Regions from separate parts of the Mus musculus genome. Here region 1 is linked to region 2. Evidence: chromatin contacts called from public HiChIP or PLAC-seq data. All regions are on one chromosome and are shown on one strand. The core of a region is the stretch at or near the end of the contact, and the rest is flanking DNA. Distances in the headings are between cores, read along the strand shown. Region 1 has its middle 55 kb from the start of Gm40167. Region 2 overlaps Mcoln2 (mucolipin 2).

The links. HiChIP or PLAC-seq counts read pairs in DNA pulled down with a chosen protein or histone mark.
Region 1: a contact with region 2 is called in an H3K4me3 HiChIP or PLAC-seq map of intestinal villus epithelium, with 5 read pairs. The contact joins two enhancer-like sites. A contact is called at or near these places in 13 of 484 Hi-C or Micro-C datasets (the 63-12 cell line, 8-cell embryo, CD4 T cells and 8 more), 4 of 115 datasets of contacts at active chromatin or transcription factors (bone marrow-derived dendritic cells, epiblast stem cells, intestinal villus epithelium and 1 more) and 2 of 9 other capture datasets (adipose tissue and embryonic stem cells).

The regions. Positions count from the first base shown.
Region 1 is chr3:146,288,288-146,294,037 of GRCm38.p6, reverse strand. No RefSeq gene overlaps it. Among named protein-coding and RNA genes, the nearest start is that of Gm40167, 55 kb to the left of the region's middle. Within about 2 kb of position 1,292, at least 7 of the 459 cell types and tissues checked have an H3K27ac peak or open chromatin away from gene starts, as enhancers often do. A contact at or near this core is called in intestinal villus epithelium, where this site is marked.
Region 2 is chr3:146,193,461-146,199,894 of GRCm38.p6, reverse strand. Mcoln2 (mucolipin 2) reads right to left here. Exons shown (of 14, transcript NM_026656.5): 14 at 4,384-5,140. The coding sequence ends at 5,104. Among named protein-coding and RNA genes, the nearest start is that of Lpar3, 24 kb to the left of the region's middle. Within about 2 kb of position 3,309, at least 22 of the 459 cell types and tissues checked have an H3K27ac peak or open chromatin away from gene starts, as enhancers often do. A contact at or near this core is called in intestinal villus epithelium, where this site is marked.

The sequences.
Region 1 (5,750 bases), core at 43-2,542, 96 kb before region 2:
ATCTTGTGTTTGGACCTTCTCCTGGCCGAAGAAGAAGGCCCAAAACAGGACCTTTCTCAGAAGCTGTGTTGCTTTGGCAGTTCCCAGAAGCTGTCAGCTTCTGTGGTGCAGACTCTCACCTGTGCAGACTAAATTCCTAAGTTCCGCGGAGTCCCGGAACCAAGATGGCGACCGCTGCTCCTGAGGCTGAGGCCGCCTCCCAAGCCAGGCAGACACCTGTCCTCTGGTCCGGACGGTGGCCGGCTGTCTGCGGCCCGCAAAGGGTGCTGCTTCAACGGCTCTGTGCTTCCGCCTGTCCCCGGCAGTTTCTTTTAAAACTTGAAATACATCTTCCCAGGAATCCCCTGCCTATTAAAGTTTCAGATGACAAATCAGCTGTTTCTCTGATAGGCCTGGCTTTGTATGTAACCTGGCGTTTCTCTCTTACCACTTTCGATAGATCTTTGTCTAGGATATTTAGTATTTTAATTATAATATAATGGAGGTTATATATTAAATATAATAAGGGGAGTTTTTTATGTTTGTTGTTCTAAATATTTCTTGAATATAGATTGTTATCCCTTTTCCCAAGTCTAGGAAATATTATACTATGATTCGTTTGAAAGTGTTTTCTATGCCTTTAAAATGAGATTCATCTCCTTCTTTTATGTCAATTATCTCCAGATGAATCACGAACATCTCGACATTAGCACCAGGGACCTTCATTATTTTATATTTCTTGCTTGTTCCTTCACCATGTCTTTAAGCTCAGATATTCTGTACTCTCCTTGAGTCACAGTATGGCTTAGACTTTCCAAAGAGTTTTTTTCCTTGACTTACTGTGGTTTTGTTTTAAATTCCCAGCACTTCAGATTGGGTTTTCCTCAGTAGTTCTACCTCCGTTGAACTCGCCTTTCAAACAATCTGTCATCTTTTTTATTTTAGTCTACTGGTTGTGTCTTTGAACATGCTTTGAGTCATGAGTCTGACATCTATGTCTGGGATTTAATCTAACATACTCTCATTTGGCGTCTTTACAGAAGGGTTATTAATTTATAGAGGAGTTATCATGTCTTAAGTTTTGTTTGTTTGTATGTGTTTCTTATGATACTGAATTAGGGTTTATACATCTGGGCTTATTTATATCCTTGGTTTACTTATTTTTTTTATCAACTATTTCCTTCATTTGAAGTATTTGAAATGTTCGTGTGGGAATTGAGTAAAGGTAGACTTCAATGTATAGTTCGGATTATAGCTCCTAAGTCCAGGAGTTCAGGCGTCTGGTGTAAGTTTTATATTGCTCCCTAAGTACAATATTAACTGGGAGCAACAACAGCTGCTCGACACAACTGCTATGTAAATGTCATAGTAGGCAGGTAGTAGCAGTGACCCCTTGGACTTGTGTAGATTTCTGAAGGATAAACAACCAAAGATGAGATAGAGTTTACTCAGACTGTGGCGGATGAAGTAGCTGAGAAGGGAAAATTAGGATATTGTTATGATCCACAGATTTTAGAGATTGTTAAAGCTATGGAAGATTATAATTAAGAAGTAAAAAGAGAAGAGACTAAAGAAGAAAGAAAGAGAAAAAATAAGGAATAGAAGAGAAAGTTTGATGTGTGACTGAGAGTGTAGTGAAGCATGGAAAATTAGGTGCAAAGCAGACACACTATTCCTAAGACTCCACTGAACAATATACAAACAGAAGCAAAACCATCCTGGGATGTATATGCAAGAGCGGGACTCAAACAGTGAGAACAAGAACTTAAAAAAGACGAAGAGAGTGGATTTCTGGCTTAGCTGCCCTGAGTTGAAGAGTGATGTTCTCAGACCCCTCAGGGTCTCCTAGGTTCTAGGGGTCAGGCAAGTGGGAGATGTTCTCTCTGGAGCCTCAGTGTTGCCGGGTATCTGGTGTGTGGAGGAGGGGAGATTATAAAGCCTTTCATGATAGTTTCCCTCTGCACTTTGTCCTCTGTGGCCTCCCCTGGCTCTGTAGGTGGAATCCTGGTGGGAGGCAGGATGCACACTGGAGCTGGACTCTCAGCAGAGCTCAGAGTTTTGGCTGCCCTGCCTCCTTCCCCATCAAGGTCTCCTCTGGATCAGTAGTTCATAGCAGGCATTGTCTCTTGAAGGACAGGAGCGTACTGTGTTTTATCTTTGCTATTTTCTTTCATAGAGTATGCATTATATGGCTTGGGCCATGTTTTTTTTTTTCCTTTGCTTGACCCCTAACTCATTCAGGCTTGGTTGGTATATTCTCTGCTAATAGCCCCAAATACTCATTGACCCATAACACAGGAGGAAACACGTGAGCGCATCTCTTCATTATGTCTTCCCATTCCGTGAGCGCAAACCTTGCCTTCCCTCGTCTTACTGAGTGGGATGTCCCTGTGTGACCAGACCCTTCGTGAATCTTCCCATTCCTTAAGGATATTGTTGTCATTGGTGCCCTGAGTTATCAGTCATTCTTTCCAGCATCAAATCCCTTGCTGACCTCACATGCCTCACCAACTGCTACTCTCTCTCTCTCTCTCTCTCTCTCTCTCTCTCTTTCTCTCTCTCTGTGGTCCCATTTCAGGAAAAACAAAACAAAACAAGAACTGCCTCAAAAATAGCCGTCCTCACTGCTTCCAAACCTCACCTCCCATTTTCCTTTGAACCCATTTCAAGCTGGCTCTCATCCCCACCATGCCACTGAAACTCCGGTGTCAACGCCCTCATAACTTCTAAGGCCAAATTAACAGCGAAACTTCAAGCCTTACCTCAGAGTCTTTGACACAGTTATTCGCTCTCTGTGGATTTCTGGATCTTTTCCTTCAGCACGGGCTTTGCCTTCTGTCTCCTTGATTGACTTCTTGTTTCTCTGTCTTTCAGACACTGAGAATCCTCAGGGTCCGATTTTCCAGCCTGTCACTGTGTCTGTATTCACTCACTAGCTGAGTGAATTCTCAGCTCGGGCTTCAAAGTTCCTCATGCAGGAATATCTCTGAGACTGAAATCTCCTATCTAGATTTGTTTACCTGGCTGTTTTGTTGGAAACTCCACCTGGTTTTGTCTATTAAAAAAAAAAAACCAACTAATGTCACAACTAAAACTGAATTCTATTCACCCAACATGGGGTGTTTCTGGTGTCCTGTTTCTGCAAAAGGTAATTTTACTTTCATAGTAGCTCTGACCCAAGCCCTTACGTCATTCTTAAGACATGTCTCTTTGTACAATATTGTCTGTCAGAAAAGTCTATAATATACATGATTTGGATATTAGATTATTCATGCCTGTAATTTTAAATTGCTAGGCAGCATTCCATTAATAAGTAATGATGCAGACCCAGTGCCCAGTCCTCTTCTACATATTTTAGCTACTATTCCTTTGAGCTCCATAAAACCTGATGAATGAGATAGAATTATTATCCTTTAAGGATAGAGAAGCTAAGGCACAGAGTGATTTGTCAACAGTCCCTGGCTAGCATATGAAGGAGCCACAATTGTGGCCTGGGCTGTGGTGCATCACATCACACCTTTGAATACGTGCAGAGTTTGGAAGTTCCTACTCGCCATCAATTGTGCTTTTCTAATCACCTTTGCGTACAAAGCCCTTTCTTGGTTTGGAATCATTTCTTTAGCATAAATTCTCAGAAACTGGATTGCTCTAAGAGTTAAAAGCCTTCTTCATTAGGATAACATATTGTTATTAAACACTGGCTCTTTGGAGTCTGAAGTTATACAGAGTTATTAAGAAACCAACTTTGTTGTTGTTGTTGTTGTTAATAGCACACTTAATTGAGTCGCAACTTCTTTTGAACACTCACTGAATCACGTGGTTTTCAGTTCCCTCAGGTGTTACACTGAGGTCATCTCCATGGCAACTTCCTCCCAGGTGCACTCATCACTCCCTTCTTCCTATCAAATGAAGAACCTTTAGTGTCACCCTCCCTCAAAACAATGACAAACTCCACCCTCTGCTCACGGGATCAAATACTGCTGCTTTCTGTAAGAGGTTTGACCTGTTCTCTCTTTCACAACCACAGGGACAATAAGTCTTACTTCTAATGACTTACAATGTCTGAATTTTATACCTACCTTTGCCATTCACTCTTATAGCAAGATCCTAGAGACATGAGGGATGGCTGATGTCAATATGTATTGTCCATGGTCATATGCCAACTATGACCACAAAGAATGTCATCTGAATTTTGGTGGGCATCGCATCAAATCTGTAAACTATTTTGGTGAGATAGTCGAGTTCATACATTAATTCTGCTGATCCAGGAATCATAGAAGGTCTTTTTGTTTAGTATCTTTTACATTTCTTACTATAACAAATTAATTTTTTATCATATACCTTGAATAGAATATTTTTTCCTAGTTTCCATCTGAACAAGTTCGTTATTAGTATATTTGAAAGATACTTGGTTTGTATGCTGATTTTGTAACTGGAAATGTTGCTAATCAGGTATTGATAGGTTATGGAGAGGCTCTGTCTCAAAAACAAGCCGGACAGCAACCAGATGAGTGACACTTTGGCTGTCGTCATCTTGACATCTGGTCTTCTTCACACATGGACAAACATGTACATGCATACCATACACATGAACATGTACAAACACAAACAAATGTGTGCATACATGTGATGGTTTGTATATTCTTGGACCAGGGAGTGGCACCATTTGGAGGTGTGGCCTTGTTGGAATAGGTGTGACCTGGTTGCAGTAGGTGTGTCACTGTGGGTGTGGGCTTAAGACTCTCACCCCAGTTGCCTGGAAGTCAGTCTTCCACTAGCAGCTTTTAGATGAAGATGTAGAACTCTCAGCTCTGCCTGTGCCATGCCTGCCTGGATGCTGCCATGCTCCCACCCTGAGGTAATGGACTGAACCTCTGAACCTGTAAGCCAGCCCCAATTAAATGTTGTTTTTTTATAAGACTTGCTGTGGTCACGGTGTCTGTTCACAGCAGTAAAACCCTAACTAAGACAACACATAAAAAGTAGGAAAGTGACTTCATTCTTTCCTAATGTTCACAAAGATGCAGCATGGGATACAGTACCCAGCTCTTCCTGTTTGATTCGCTATGCCTTATTGTATAATGCATGAGCTCTAATTTCAACAACAGAAGACAGGTGCATCATGTGCTAATTAGATTGTACAAATCTGAGATTGCTGGTACAGAAAAATATTATGGGTTACTGCATAAAACTGCAACTCTTCTCAAAACAACCATGAACTGCAAGATTCAAAACTAGGTTGGACTAGTGAATGGCCAACTTGGTTCACTGATTGTCACCCACAGTAACTGTGTTACATAGTATGACCCACACTTTTATTGATGTGCTGAAACCTCAGCACACAAGTCAATGTTGCGTGTGGTACTATTTGCACTATAAACCTCATCCCAGATGTTACAGGCAATAAACCACTCAAGCCCCTCACATCTGTAATCGATAACCTGTCATCTGATTATCTGAGAAAGAGTGCACTCTAAGATACAGTGGGAGAAAACGAATAAAATATAGCAGCAGGGAGAAAATAAACCCCTAGCAACATCACACCTACTAATACTTGTATCTCCGTGGAAACTGATATTAAATTATGGGCAAATTGTGTGATGTGTTTGGGAGAGCAGCACACAGAGGTGCACTTCCTCTTCCTTTAAAAGTCCTTCTCTTCCAAGAATCGCGTTCGCTGGTCTGTGTTCCTCGTAGTCATCCTTGTGTTAATGACAGGCAGTGGCTAGGATCTGTAGAGGGTGGGAAGGAGGAACATCACAAGACCTAGG
Region 2 (6,434 bases), core at 2,060-4,559:
CCTTACCTGCCAAAAGTGGTGTCCCTGTGCCTCAGCTCTCAGCCTGTCTAGTCCTCTCCCCATTTTACACTTCAGAGAGGCACAGGAATGGCCTCTATTCTCCTGGGGCACCTTGGTGAGATTTTATGCCTGTGCACCAGCCTTGCCCTCCTGGACACTAACTCAGCTCACCAGGACAGTGATCTTGTCACGCATCCCTTGCAACCTCGGTGCACAGCATGGTCCTAAAGCTTAACACATAAGTGTTGAATTCATGATTCTTAATGACATCATCATTTTCCATCCCACGCCATGTAATTATCTAGTGTTTTCCTAAATTAATCATGTTTCCTTCTCCCTCCCCTTCATGCCACTTAGGAAACACCCATGCTTGTTAGCCAAGTCTATCTTTAAATCTCACAGTGGGAGGAGATTAAATATTGATAGCAGCACTCCGATGTCCTCCCGAAAGGCAAACCAAGAGGCAGGACCGAATGCACTGACCTATCACTGTGGACAATATGGGCAGTGTGACACATGTGCAGGGTAGGGTCCAGAGTGTTATTAATGCTCTCCCCTGGAACCTAGTGTGTTGTGCTCACAGGGAAGACATAAATCCACTTTGTCAGAGCAAACATTCCTCTTGGGGGACATCAGCTCAACCTGGAGGAGAGAGTAATGGCCACAACCCACAGGCAACAGGGATGAGTAATTTACTGCTGCTGCTGCTGCTGAGCAATTAGTGCTGCGGGGGGTGGGGTGGGGGCTTTCATTTAAAATTCCCACTTAACCATATGTATTGTGGCTCAGGGGATGATTTATGTATCATTAGAAAGTAGAAAACATATATCACACTAATAAATTGTCTCCTCCCCCCACCCCATTCACCGCAGCCAACAGCTCCCCAGGGTCTTTAAGAAGTCAGGCTTCTGCGTCCTTATGATGCAAGGATGTGACAGGGCCGTGTTCACCCTCTCTCCCTAGCTCACTTGCAGAGACTGAGGCACAGGAAACACTGACCATTGCTTTCTGCACACTTGTTTGCGGCTGCGTTTGCTGTCAGGAGTCCCATGCAGACCAGCCTTGCGATGTCGTGTTTCTCTATCAGCTTGAGAGTTCATTGCGGGATTTAGTTCCGTTCTTCCAGAGCTCATGTACCCTTTTCTCTAAGACATGGGCCTGGTTGGCCATACCGCAAGCCCTTCACATCCAAAGTGGCTATGGGGGTACTGGAGAGAAGGCCATGGGGGGCTGTGTGGGTTCGTTCGGTGTGGTACATACCTGTAACGCTAGCACTCAGGAGGCAGGAGGATTTCTGTGAATCCAAGTCTAGCCTGGGCTACATACTCAGTTCTGGGTCAGCCCGGATTACGGAGTAAGATCCTACCTAACTCACAAAACCAAAATGACAACAAATAAAATATAAATCCAGAATTCAATCTTGCCTTAAAAGGGTTTTTTTTGCAATATTATAATCTCAAGAAAATAAAAAAAAATAAGAATGCATCGAGGGCTAGAGAGATAACTCAGCAGTTAAGAGCATATACGGCTCTTGGAAAAGTTCCTAGTTTGCTTCCCATCACCCATGTTGGGCGGATCACAAATGATTGCAAACTGCAGATCCAGGAATCCAACATTGGAGTCTGTGAGCACCCAAACACAGAGATGCACAGTTATACACATATGTTTTTAAAATTAAATATTTGAAAGCGCGCTGTGATCATCGAGTCATCTCATCAGGATTAGCTACTCGACCTGCAGAGGCCACTAAATCGTGAACACATGGGCCCCTTGTCCAAAATACACGAAGAATTTCAAGACTGTGGAGGACAGGCTATTCAGTAAAATGCAGGCGCCTCTGAGAACATCCAGGTCACGTGAGCACCAAGCCGACTCTGAAGTTATCCCTGTTGAGAGCCTGAGAATCCCAAGCGAGGGAGAGCAGAGGGGCACAGCATTTCCCTGACCCAGCAAATCTCTCCGGTTCCCGGGCTATGATGATGCCAGTCTTTCTGAAGTGCTGGTGTATAGAATGCTGTGCTTGGGGTAGTTGGTAGGACCCTCTTCACCCTGCCAGGCAAGAGAGGACTCGTGCAAGCTATCCGAACCACGTGAGGTTCTAGATATTTGGTAGAGAACACAAAGTTGAAGTGTTCCAACTTGAAGTCAGACAGAGGAAAATAAAATTTGCCAAAGTTTCAGATGAAAATAAAGGTGGAGCCGATTAACAGTGAAGTCTGTCTGTCCAGTAACACTGCGATGCGGAGCTGTCATAGAACAGGGACGCATAGCCATCTCTAGTGTGGAAAGGACTCTGGCCAACTCCATAGGGCAGTTCCCAGACATACTTTGCTAATGACCTTTAGACTCCTGGTGCCCTGTGCCAGTGCCAGGCTATTTTTAGGTGAGGGTACTAAGGACTGCTGTTTGCCCTTGATAAGAAGCTAAGTGCACAACTGCACTTCATGTGCTCAAGGATCCAGGCCTGGGTCTCCGTGGGGTCAGGGCTCCATAGGATGGAGTCGAATGTCAGGAGGAGCTTGCATGCTAATCTCATCAGCTTGGTGGGATGAAGAAATGGCCAGAACACTAGTGAGCCACACTTCTGGTGTGACTGGAAGAGAGTTTGCTGAAAGGATTAGCCGAGGGCAAGGCCCACCCTGGATGGAAGCAGCACCATCTGCCCAGACTGAATTGAGAAACATGGGGAAAGAGAGCATTTCTCCTTTCTCGCTTCGTGATGGAGCCGTTAAGAGCCACACCCCTTTCTATGAACTTTGACTCTTTTAAGTTTCAGTCTCCATTGTGCACACAGAGAAATGGAAACACACTGTGTACTGTCCAAAGATGGAGACGATCCCAGATAGACTAGCTACAGAAGCAAATGCTTTGTCTGCACCATTGCATGGAATCTGCGTCTAAACACTGCAGAGGATGGGAGGGAAGAGGCTCAAGGTCCACTCTAGTGCCAGAGTTCACGGCAGGAGCTGTGAGCCAAAGGTCAGTCGCAGATTTATCACCATCACCTCAGGGCGGAACGTGGCTTGTCCAGAGCCCCAAAGCTACAGGATGAGTGGGGTTCAAGGCGCCCAAATACTCTGCTTGTTTCTGCCATTCCAGTCAGTTACCTCAGGGTACTGTGTGTGGCTTTGGCTGTGTCACTGTAAGCCAAGGAGGTGATTTCTACAAGGGGTAGCGATTTCAGAATGTAAATAAAAGGTAAAAAAGATTGTATCTTCGGTCACAGTGAAGTAACTAAGGTCTGAGAGAAGAAAGGGCTTGTCCCAGACCTGTCCATCAGCAGTTACCCTACTACATCCTCAATAACTCGGGAAAGAGACCACAGTGAGAAAAGCCGCCATTGTTCAAAATGACTAAGAGCAAAAGAAACAATGTTTCCATGGTAACCTTGAAAAATATTTTTCTTCCTGAAAGCATTGGAGCCAACCGAACAAAAGGAAATGAAAGGAAACATAATAGCTGATTTTAAGAAGTAGCTAAGGACGAGTGAGATAGCATCATTAAGTTTCTATCAAATGACAGTCAAAGCTGTAGGCTACAAATCTAGTCTGTTCGGAGCCAACCAGGCTAGCAATGGCTTAACCCTATACCTGATCTGGAACCAGAGAAAGAAGCCCAGACCCTCAGTCTGATGATCTTTAGTTTTAAAACCAAGTCCTGTGACTCTTGAACTATTTTTTTGTAAAAAGAAAAATTAATTAAAATGATACTTTGACTAAGTACTCTATATGTAGTCACGAGTCTTTTTCCTTTAAAAAAATAAAGATTGGTTTCTATGCTGTGTATGAGCGTTTCGGTTGCCTAGCTGCATCTGTATGATTCTTCAGATGTCAGAAAAAGGCATGTGCTCCCTGAATTATAGGGTCTCTGGAATTATGGGGTCTCTCGAGTCACACTGTGGGTGCTGGGCACAAAACTCAGATTGTCCCCCAAGGACAGCAAAAAACAGCCCTAGCATGAAACATGCCCTCACCTACAGATCTTACAGTTATTAGCTGCAGGGTTTTCTCTGTCTGGATTTGTTGGACGGATATGAAGAAGAGCAGGAGCAAGGAGCAGATGGAGAATCAGACAACGGTTCTTGGAGCGGAGACAAAGGCAGGGAAGGGCAGGAGCTGCTCTGAGATGCAAACCCAAATCTTACTCTGCACCAGTAGCCCTCATAGCCCCAGATAGCTCAGCTATGACATAATGATCTTAGTCTCAAGTCTTTATCAAATAGCTTCTATGGACCAACCCTCATAGCTCCTTCACCACTTGTTTAAAAATGACGGATCTCTCAGGTGGACAAAGTATTCAAGAGGGATGGTATAAAATGGAACTCTCACTCAGTGACTGTCAAGAGACATCGCATTGTAACACAATAATAGTACAATGCAACATCGTGAAAATAAATTTATTTAATGAAAAATCTACACTTCCTTCCATGACAAGGGCAAATCCCCACCACAATGGAGCTGACTTGTGAAACAGATGGCCACTCCAAGCTTAGGGTGACTCACTCATCATGTGTCCAGTCCAGGGAGAGCTCACCTGAGGGGACAGCCAGGTGCTCTTTCATCCCGCTGACTGTGCTAACAGACACTGGTGTTGTGCTTGCTGAAGAAGCAAGCTCACAGTCCAACCAGTCACGAACTGAGTGGCTTACCACTCTCTAGCTTCAAGTCTTAATTTGGTTTGGAAGCAAATTTATTTCTGTGCAGACCATAAATTAACAAATGTCTTCAAATCCAAGTGTCACGTTTTGAAACAAATCTTTGTTTTTTCAATAAGCATGCATCTTTATCTGGGTTTAAATATTGCTTACACACTCTGAAGTGGGAATATTTCTTTTTACATCTCAACATTATGATGTCACAAACGACCAGACTCCTGGTGAATTTCATTGCCACGCTGGCCTCACAAGAGGCTTACTCTTCACACTCCATGTCTATGAAAAGTAACTTTGGAATGTCAGGTCTGATCAGCAGCTCATGGACACCCCTCCTTCTGGTTCCACAATTCAGCAGGACAATCTTTGAGCCGACTGCTGCTACCTCTGGGGTCTCTCTGAATGACCTCAGCATAAAGGGATCTGGACTTGACTGACATCAGCCAAAGGTTTTAGTCAATGAGAATCAAGTGGTCATTGCTTCTTCTCCTGTAACAGAAAAGGGGATGAAGGAGTAAGAGAACGTCAAGTTAAGAATTTTTGTTTGGATAGTCCTGCGTCATTGATGCTGTTGTTGTCATTGTTGTGGTTGCTGTTGTTGTTTAGACAGGGTCTCATGTAGCTCAGGTTAGCCTCAAACTATGTAGCTGATAATGACCTTGAATTCCTGGTCCTTCTGCTTCCCCTCCCAGAACACACGCAACGCCACATCTGACATTGACAGCTCTTATTTTTTTTATTTTATTATTCAGATAGTGATGTTAGGGACCAAACTGAGGGTCTTGCCCAGTCTAGGCAACTTTTCTACCTGGACTCCCCAAAATCTTTACAAAAAGACTAGAATACGCTCTAGACACATATAGCTTATGTGAGCCAAATGTGAAAGAGGAAGAAAATGGAGCACGGGAAATGTACATACTTTGAGGCTTGGATTGAGGCTCTGGAAACAACCGATTGAGCAACCATCATCTCTCAGGACCCTGCTCTATCAGAGCTGATCAATGGCTACAAGGGCCAGACACTTTCCTTCATAGAAGAGAACGTTTGACAACTCATATCTGCCCATCCAAGCCTTGTCCTCCAAAGAGCCAAATCCTGTCAGTCTGGGAAGAGAGACCTGAGGCCAGCAGGTTCACCCTGCAGGCATCAAGTGGTTCAGGAGAACCATAGACTATCTATGCCCGAGTACACAGCTTAGGGTATTTCTAGAGACATTTAACTGAGAAGGAGGAAGTCCGGAAGGTGGGCAGCCTTGGTTTGGAGTGAATGAATGCTAAGCAATCAGCCTTCATCTTCTGCTTCTTCCCTGTGCCCAGTGTGACCAGCTACCATGTGCCCAGTGTGACCAGCTACCATGTGCTTCGTGCCCAGTGTGACCAGCTACTGTGTGCTCCATGCCCAGTGTGACCAGCTACCGTGTGCTCCATGCCCAGTGTGACCAGCTACCGTGTGCTCCGTGCCCAGTGTGACCAGCTACCATGTGCTCCGTGCCCAGTGTGACCAGCTTTGCTTGCTCAGACCCTGAGCTGCCATAAGTCCTTCATCCCTTAAGCTGTTTATCATCAGGTATTTGTCACGACAGCCAGAAAAGCCATTAATATAATAACTACAGGATGCCATGGCGGCCCCGAGAGACCTGTGATAGCCTTCCCATGTCTTCGGAGGCAGTTGCAAATTAAGAAAATTAATCTTCTTTTACCCTGGCATCCGCGGCAATAGTTTAACGCTCTGAGAGGATGAAATGCAATTTTGAGAATGTCTCAGAAGACCTCGTCTCGTGTTT